3 separate regions of the Mus musculus genome follow, and all the other regions are linked to region 3. A link is a contact called in public Hi-C and targeted proximity ligation data. All regions are on one chromosome and are shown on one strand. The core of a region is the stretch at or near the end of the contact, and the rest is flanking DNA. Distances in the headings are between cores, read along the strand shown. Region 1 holds the start of Rbm14 (RNA binding motif protein 14). Region 2 holds the start of Rin1 (Ras and Rab interactor 1). Region 3 holds the start of Rps6kb2 (ribosomal protein S6 kinase, polypeptide 2).

Region 1 (2,700 bases), core at 107-2,606, 650 kb before region 3:
TGAAATTTTTTTAGTTTTGTTTGTTTGTTTTTGAGACAGGGTTTCTCTGTGCAGTCCTGGAACTCACTCTGTAGACCAGGCTGGCCTCGAACTCAGAAATCTGCCTGCCTCTGCCTCCCAAGTGCTGGGATTACAGGGATGGCTTAAATTTTTTTAAAAGATTTATTTATTATTATATCTAAGTATACTGTAGCTGTCTTCAGATGCACCAGAAGAGGGCGACAGATCTTACTATGGATGGTTGTGAGCCACCATGTGGTTGCTGGGATTTGAACTCAGGACCTTTGGAAGAGCAGTCGGTGCTCTTAACCACTGAGCCATCTCTCCAGCCTTTTTTAAATTTAACGTTATTTTATGTGTGTGGGTGTTTTGCTTGTTTCTCTGCGTACCACAGATGTGCAATGGCCAGTTCTCTTGGAACTGGAATTAGCTGGTTTGTAAGCCCTCATGTTGGTGCTGGGAATCGAACTCAAGTTTTCTGGAAAAGCAGCAAGCTCTCTTACCAGTGAGCAGCCCCTCTAAGTTTTTGCTGTTTTTTTAAAGACAGGGTCTCTCTATATCCTTGCCTATCCTGGATCTCACTATGTAGACCAGGCTGGCCTCGAACAAATTTCTTTCGATTTTGCTTCCTGGTTGCTGGGATTAAAAGGGTGCCCACCACTCCTGGCCCCCTCCTCATATATTTTTAAGATCCAACTTTTGGCTTCCTCAGGATTACTGATCTTCTACTTTATGGAACATAATACTGTGATAAACTTCATGCATACAATAAATGGTCATCATCGTAATTCTCGAAATTCCATCAGGTTGAGACAGACAGACGCTCAATATTCACTGTCTGCAAAATCCTCCAGAGCTCAAGCAACCCCAAGTAATGTGCTTGCAAAGAAAGAGTTACAGTCCCTTCCTACTCCAAGCATATAGTGTCGGGGGCCAATCCCAGACTAAAAGGGGTTTGTCCTGGTTTCTCCTCCGGGCGCGGCCTTACCGCAGACGCTGAGGCTGCCATCACAACACCCAGGGTTTGGCTGCGGCAGCTCAAACGGAGGAGCCCGGACTTCCCTAAAGAACAAAGTTTTCCTTGGGGCCCCGCCGGGACGCCACACCCTGGCCGGAGGTAGCTCTTCTGACTAGGCCTCTGCGGACTCGGCCGGAGCGCGCTTCCCCGTCCCCAGCCCTCCTTTCCCCTCCCCCCGAAGGTGGCGGTTGGTCGCGCGCCTCTATGCTTTTTCCACCCCCTCCGTTAACAAGGGGCTCCAGGCCCTCTGGGATTGGCTGCGTCAAAGGACATCTGCTCTCAACCTGTTTGATTGGCTGCTATCCGCGCGCGATGCCGCCTCCAATTGGTTAGGTTAGAGCGCCTGCGCGGCGGGGTTCTCGGTCGCCAGCCATTCCTGTGGAGGACTGCGGGTCGTTCGGACGTTTTGCCTGTCGCTGTAGGAGAGGTCCTGTCTCTCCGAGAAGGCGGTTGCGGCGGCAAAATGAAGATTTTTGTGGGCAATGTCGATGGGGCGGATACGACACCGGAGGAGTTGGCAGCTCTCTTCGCGCCCTATGGCACGGTCATGAGCTGCGCCGTCATGAAACAGTTTGCCTTCGTGCACATGCGCGAGAACGCTGGCGCGGTGCGCGCCATCGAGGCCCTGCATGGCCACGAGCTGCGTCCAGGTCGCGCGCTCGTGGTGGAGATGTCGCGCCCGAGGCCCCTGAACACTTGGAAGATTTTCGTGGGCAATGTATCGGCTGCATGTACAAGTCAGGAATTGCGCAGCCTCTTCGAGCGCCGTGGACGCGTCATCGAGTGTGACGTGGTAAAAGGTAACGCGGGAGCGCGCTCGGGAGGGGACACGCGCGGTGCTCTCTGCCTCTTAGCCACGCCCCTCACTCTGGGGTTGGTCCTCAGGGTTGGGAATGATGGGGAAGTGTGCAGGAGCGGGGCCTAAGGTGCTGGGGGCGAGTTGGGTAGAGCCACCCTTCTCCCCTGCGGTCCCAGCAACATTCATCAAGTGGGAGGAGTCGGTTCCGGGCGGGTGCAGTGGCCACTGCAAGCCGAAGCCTCGGGGCTGGGGACGCGCCAGAGATTTGCGAGTGTGCGGGGTTGGGAGGAGGCGCCTTTTCCTGGTTGCATGAGCCTGGCACCAAAATGAAATGGAAAGGGAAGGGCACCAACCGGATTATGGAGCGGTGAAAAGAGTTCGCCACTTCCCCACTTCCTCTCCAGAATTTGGTCAGATCGAGGGAAAAGGGAAAAGGTTGGGTTGAAGCCCCAAGGCCGCTCTGGCGTTCCTTCCCGATGCTTCCCGGAAGGTAGCGGGCCCTTGGTTTCTCGGGTTCGGGCTTTTTTAGTATTGTCTGGAATGAATCTGCTTGTGGGCATGGGAGGGGCCTTTTCGGAACCCCTTTGACCTTTCAGTATTCGATGGGTTAGCCTTGGCGGTTTTGTGCTTTTTAATTCTTTTCCTCCACCCTCCACTTTGTGTTGGGTTTTACAACTTAACAAGTGGAAGCCCCGGTTTTCTGCGTTATTTTTGCATGTGAAAGGGGGCTATTAAGCCTCTCCCTCGTTAGCCTTTTACTTGCTAAGCTGGTGCCTCCGGGCACAGATGTTTATTAGCTTGGTGAGATTGCAAAGGGGAATACTCTGGCTGGGGGGGGGGGGGGTGTTGAGAGGGGCGTGTGAGATTTCTATTAAACTTGGTT
Region 2 (2,700 bases), core at 43-2,542, 890 kb before region 3:
GTTGAAGAAGCAGAGGGCAGCACCAGTGCCCTGATCCAGCTCTTGAGGGGAGCGAGCCTTCAGCCGGGGTATGGGTGGGGCTTCCGAAGGCCTCTGTTGGTCCTTGGTGTTGAGTGAGGAGCTCCAGAACTCTAGCAATGAGAAACCAATGGGGGGGGGGGGTGCTCAGAGCTGGCTCTGCAGGGTGCCCACAAAGGAAAATCTTGATTGCTCTTCCTTCCCCCATTTGACCTCTGTGTGTCCATCTGTGTAACAGGCTGCAGGGTACCCTTACCCATGCCCAGATGGGAGATGGCCTCCAGCTCTTTGTGGGTGGCTGCCTGATGAATGGCTCTGGGGAGTCGGAGAGGGAGGAGAAGAATGTCCCTAAGGACAGAGCAAGGAGCAGTCAGGAGTGAGCGGGGTTCAGATGCAGAGGACAGGCAGTCCAGGGAAGCAGGCCCAGGGCTCAGCAGGTGCCCCCCAGGCAGGCTCACCTGGTACGGCAGTATCCACAGATGAGCTGCACCAGGTCCTGGAACATGAGCTCTGAGCCCTCCAAAGAGACACCTGAGAGACATTGGGAGTGAGGCTGTTCTCTGGGGACCTCCCTCCCCTGCCTGTCTTCCAGCCCCTGCCCTCCAGGCCACCCTCCTCACCGCCAGTACTCTCTTCGATATAGTGGCTGGAGACAAAAGAGGGGCCACTAGCTTCTGGCAGCCGCACACACAGAGCCTGGCACTGGCGAGTGTTAGATTTCCGCACCAGGAAGGTCTGTGAGTGAACGAGATTAGGAGGCTCTGGTCCTCCATGTCCAGGCTGGTTCCCTCCCATCCTTGGCGGGCTAGGCCTTGAGGAAAGGGAGAGACTCACCCCCGGAGGCTCTGTCCTCAGCACGTGCAGCGCGGCTGCAGCGTTGGCCCGCAGCTGTAACCACACAGGCCGGGTGATCAGCAGCCGCTCCCGAAGGCTCACAGTACGTGCTGGCTGTTGGGACCCGCCTGCCTGTACCCCTCTGGTATCAGGTGTGTCATACAGTGGGTCTGTAGATGGCCTGGGGGCAGACACCCAGACCTGGGGTGAACACGTCTTCCCATTCTGGGCTTCCCATCTATCCTGTCCTTGCCAGCTCCTCCTAGATCTGCCCTCACCCGATGCACCTGGCTGACCCCCCAACTTTACTAACTTTTCTTTCTGTTGGTGCCCAGGTACAAAGTTCAGGTTGGTGGCTCCCAGAGGGTGTGCTCCGGTCTCACCAGGGTCTTCCATGGCTGGGAGCTCCTTCGGCTTCTCCTGGGACTCAGGAAGACAATCCAACCCCCAAGGCACAGGCGTGCACATTCCTGGCGGTGAGTAACACTTCCTGAAGGCGGTTCGCCCTGTCACACCCCGCCAGTTAACTCTTGTATGTCCACTCCATGTAGCCAGTGTCCACTTCTTCTACTCTTAGACAGTCTTGAATGGCAGAGAAGCCCTCCATGCCAGTGTCATCATCAGGCCCCGGCTAAGGGAGGACCACCCCCACACAGCACCTCCTGCAGCCTCCTCACACTAGGCAGTGGGGGAGGGAGGGGTTAGGCTGGATCAGCCAAGTTCCCATAGACCCAAGCCACACCCCTGGGTCACCTTAAGAAGTCTGTGGTCACTGGCTCATCGGCTCCAGCCTTGCAAAGGGGGGGCGGGGGGGGGGGAAGGTCAGCCTTGTGGGAGAGCACCCCCTACTGGTTGCAGATGACTCATTCCTGAACCTAACTTGGGTTTTGTGATTTCAGGTTGCTATGGAGAAAGGATGCTGTGTCTCCATGGAAACTAAGCTCTTTGCTTAACTGAGGTTCTGGGGGTGGTTCTGACACTCACTGTTAACCAGAGGGGGAGTGTGGCTGTGAGGTCGACAGCACTTGGTGCTGCTGCTAGCTGCCTCCCACACACAGGCCCTGCTAGCTAGCCTGCCTTGCCAATCTGCCGAGTGTCTGGGGCAGGTGCAGACATGACCTGGCCTCCAGGCATGTCCAAAAGTCCCTTCACCACACAAGGCCATGTGCTTCTCTGGCTTGCCTGTGCCATGCGGCGCTTCCTGCTCTGGTCCCAACTTCCTCTCCCAGGCTTTTCTCTAAGTCACAAACTACAGGGACCCCAGCAAAGTCTGTCTTAGGTGCTCCCACAAAGCCTTGATTCCCTTTTAAGATACAGCAGCCACACATCAGCCACACCAAGGTCCCAGGTTAAATTTTATTCCAGTCTTTGGAATCTGAGAGGCAGACACCAGGAATAGCCCTGAGAAAGCCTGGGAAGCCGTCCTCTCCAGCGGCAGTCAGGGTGGACAAGGCCCAACATGTCTGCTTGAGAGTTCCTCCTACAGTTGGGCCTGGCTCAGTGGCTGAGGGCCAGGGTTCAAGGTCAGGAGGACTGCTGCTGTGACTCTGGATGAGGCCTGGTCTCTCTGTGGGGGGACGCTGAAGAAGTTATTCTTTGGGAGGGAGTGGGCTGGTCAGGGATGGAGACCACAGTCTTGCTTGGCCAGGTCGGCTTCAGGGCCACAGTTGTGCAGATCCCAAGGAGAGCAGAGGAGTCCAGGCCAGTGGTGGCAGAGGGTCAGGGGCCAGCAGCAACACTGAAGAGCTACTAGGCAACCCCCTGCCTTTGCAGAGAAATGTTAATCCTGCGTGAGGTACCAGCTGCTCCCAGGACCCTCCGAGCGAGAGTAAATGCAGGGTCAGGGTC
Region 3 (2,700 bases), core at 181-2,680:
GTCTGTTGGCCTGAGCAGTAGAAGCAAATGTCTGTGCTCAGCACTAGGAGTAAACATTTCCCTTCATGCTTTCAGGCAGACCCTAGTGCCCCTATGTTACAGATGAGGAAGCAGGCTCAGAGAGAGAAAAAAAAAAAAAGACTGCCTCCAAGTTCCTATTATAGTGGATGTAGACAGAATGCCAAGGCCAACCTTCTCTGTTTACTGTTTTAAACGCTCAGTTAGCCTCCAGGTCCTCTCTCCTTTCTATCTTCATTTATAGGCAGCACTCAGACTCCTAAACACCTGCCTCCCATACACCACACACGATCTCTACCAGCTTTGTTGCTTTGGCCTCTGGCATTCCTAGCTAGCTTGGCCCTGGGACTTCTGTGTACACCTTTCCTCATTTTAGGGAGCTAGCTACTCTGAAAACACCTGTCTTTGCTCAGGAGCCGAGGACAGCTCCTGAAACCTGCCTACCTAAATAAAGACTTGTTAACTAGTGAAGTATCCGGAGTCCAGTGTTTTAGCTAGTGCTCCCCTCCCAGGTTCAGTAGGTGGGGAGCTGGGAAGTGGGAGGGAGAGGTAGAAAGCACCCCATTGGCTGGGCCCCAGGGTTGACCTTTGCTACGGGCTTACCTTATATCTACATGTATGTTTGAGATTTTTTTTTCTTGAATTATAATCCTAAATCATATTCAGGCAGTAATCCCTCTGCAGACCTGGATACCCCTAAATTTTGTTCATCTGAGTTCATATCCTATACCTCAGTGGGCATCCCGTGTGCAATGGAAAAGCTATCCAGACAGACTCCAATAGAAATGGACAGGCTTCGTTTGGGATCGAACCCCAGCAGTCACTTGCCATTTGTATGGCAAGTGATTTTACCCGCTGAACCATCTCGCCAGTTCTCATCCATCCTTTCAACTATATTCTATTAAAATATCTATTCTGAACTAGGCAGCTCAAATACTCGGTATGCATACATTAGCAAAAGTCCATATTTAGGTGTGTTGAGCCCTTCAGAAAGGGAGCCTTGAAACAAAGCCCAGGCAGTCGCCCAGAAAATGTCAGACCTGCAGGGTCTGTGAGCTTCAGGGAGGTTGTATGGAGTGTCCCTAATACAGCTTACTGTCCCCTAATACAACCGAACAGACACAAGTTTTCTTTCTGGGCAGCTCACAGCACTAAGAAGGGCTGAGGAGTTGCCACTTAAACGTTCATGCATCTGTAATTCTGCCCATTAAATCTTGAACTTGCTCCAGAGTCAAAATGGGAGCCTCTGTGCGCGCGGCTCGGGGCGAGAGCTGGCCCAGGAGAAACCGACAAGGAAGATGGTCTAGTAAAGCCTATTCTATTCATAAGGCTTGCAGGATGGGAGGTCCAGATGTCTGGAACTACGACTCCCGAGAGGCTTTCCGACAGGCGCCATCTTTTCTTCCCACTCGACTTGAGAGTGGGTGAAGCTATTGCGTCAACAGAGCGAGCGGCTGCTGTCGCGGAGAAATGACGTAGGCACAGCCCGGTGCTGTCAGTCAGAGTTCTGCCTGGTCCGGGCCAAGGGTCCCGCGGGACCGGCGGGGCCATGGCGGCCGTATTTGATTTAGACTTGGAGACCGAGGAAGGGAGCGAGGGCGAGGGCGAACCGGAGTTCAGCCCTGCGGTGAGTGTTTCTCTCCGGGCGCGACTGGACCCGGGAGCCCGGCTGGTTAACCAAAACCCTGGCGCTCCCAACTCTGAGTGGTTTGTGACCCCTACAAACCCAGATCCAGCCCCAACCCCAACCCCAGCCCCAGCCCCTGGACCCAATCTTTCCTTTTCTATCCTTGGTCTCTCCTTCCCAACCTTTCCCCATCCCTGCTCCTGTCTTCTATCCTTGGTCCTCTCCCCTGGGCCAAGCAGTTGAGCCTAGGTTGGGAGGAGGTATTCTGGCACCTCCCATGGTTCTTATTACTTGGTTTCTCACAGGACGTGTGTCCCCTTGGCGAATTAAGGGCTGCTGGCCTGGAGTGAGTGAGGGTCTTGCTTGGGGGGTGGGGGTATGGAGTAGGGGTCGGGACTTGGAGTACACTAGAGCCTTTCCCTCATTAACTTATTCTGTCTTTAGGACAGTGGGACACTATGAAGAAGTAGAGCTGACAGAGAGCAGCGTGAACCTGGGTCCTGAGCGCATCGGGCCCCACTGCTTTGAGCTACTGAGTGTACTGGGCAAGGGGGGCTATGGCAAGGTACTAACATCCCTCTCTCCCTGGCGACCTCAGCTCTAGCCTGAGACAGCATACTATCCTTCACACCCAATAGGCTTGTAAATGTACGGAGTCTCTGATGGAATTCAGAGCTGGAGACCTGGGGGAAGGAAGGGCATATCCTTTCAAAATCTGATGGAGATCTTTACTGTTCCACCCTTAAGCTGAGTTTAGACCTTTTGGTCCCTTTAGGGTGGGGCAACCTTGAAGGTGGGGTGTGGTCAGAGAAGTTAATCCTGTCTCCCCTGCCCTACAGGTGTTCCAGGTGAGAAAAGTGCAAGGCACCAACTTGGGAAAAATATATGCCATGAAGGTCTTAAGGAAGGTGAGTCACTCGCTTAGCCAGCAGAGACAGAGTAGCTGCCATCCCCATCAGCCTGTGCCAGGTCTCGGGAAGACAGCCGGAAACATGATAAAGACAGTCCTTATCTTGACACTTGCTGACTTAGCATCTATTGTCATACATACGATT

Evidence for each region. A called contact is a pair of places that touch in the nucleus more often than the background predicts.
Region 1: a Hi-C map of neural progenitor cells shows a contact between it and region 3, with 2.3 times the contacts expected there. A contact is called at or near these places in 1 of 39 promoter capture datasets (the SN4741 cell line), 1 of 484 Hi-C or Micro-C datasets (neural progenitor cells) and 1 of 130 datasets of targeted methods (pancreatic cancer cells).
Region 2: a targeted proximity ligation map of pancreatic cancer cells shows a contact between it and region 3. A contact is called at or near these places in 1 of 39 promoter capture datasets (liver), 2 of 484 Hi-C or Micro-C datasets (embryonic stem cells and myocytes) and 1 of 130 datasets of targeted methods (pancreatic cancer cells).

Annotation. Positions count from the first base shown.
Region 1 is chr19:4,810,290-4,812,989 of GRCm38.p6, reverse strand. Rbm14 (RNA binding motif protein 14) reads left to right here and starts at 1,356. Exons shown (of 3, transcript NM_019869.3): 1 at 1,356-1,818. The coding sequence starts at 1,482. It overlaps Gm21992 (predicted gene 21992), which reads left to right and starts at 1,391. Exons shown (of 3, transcript NR_157185.1): 1 at 1,391-1,818.
Region 2 is chr19:5,049,407-5,052,106 of GRCm38.p6, reverse strand. It overlaps Rin1 (Ras and Rab interactor 1), which reads right to left and starts at 1,292. Exons shown (of 10, transcript NM_001374051.1): 1 at 1,166-1,292; 2 at 853-1,033; 3 at 639-753; 4 at 477-549; 5 at 275-366; 6 at 1-131. The coding sequence starts at 1,248. It overlaps Brms1 (breast cancer metastasis-suppressor 1), which reads right to left. Exons shown (of 10, transcript NM_134155.3): 10 at 2,195-2,700. The coding sequence ends at 2,693.
Region 3 is chr19:4,162,113-4,164,812 of GRCm38.p6, reverse strand. It overlaps Rps6kb2 (ribosomal protein S6 kinase, polypeptide 2), which reads left to right and starts at 1,430. Exons shown (of 15, transcript NM_021485.3): 1 at 1,430-1,645; 2 at 1,951-1,991; 3 at 2,090-2,210; 4 at 2,485-2,553. The coding sequence starts at 1,568. Carns1 (carnosine synthase 1) reads left to right here. Exons shown (of 10, transcript NM_134148.2): 10 at 1-489.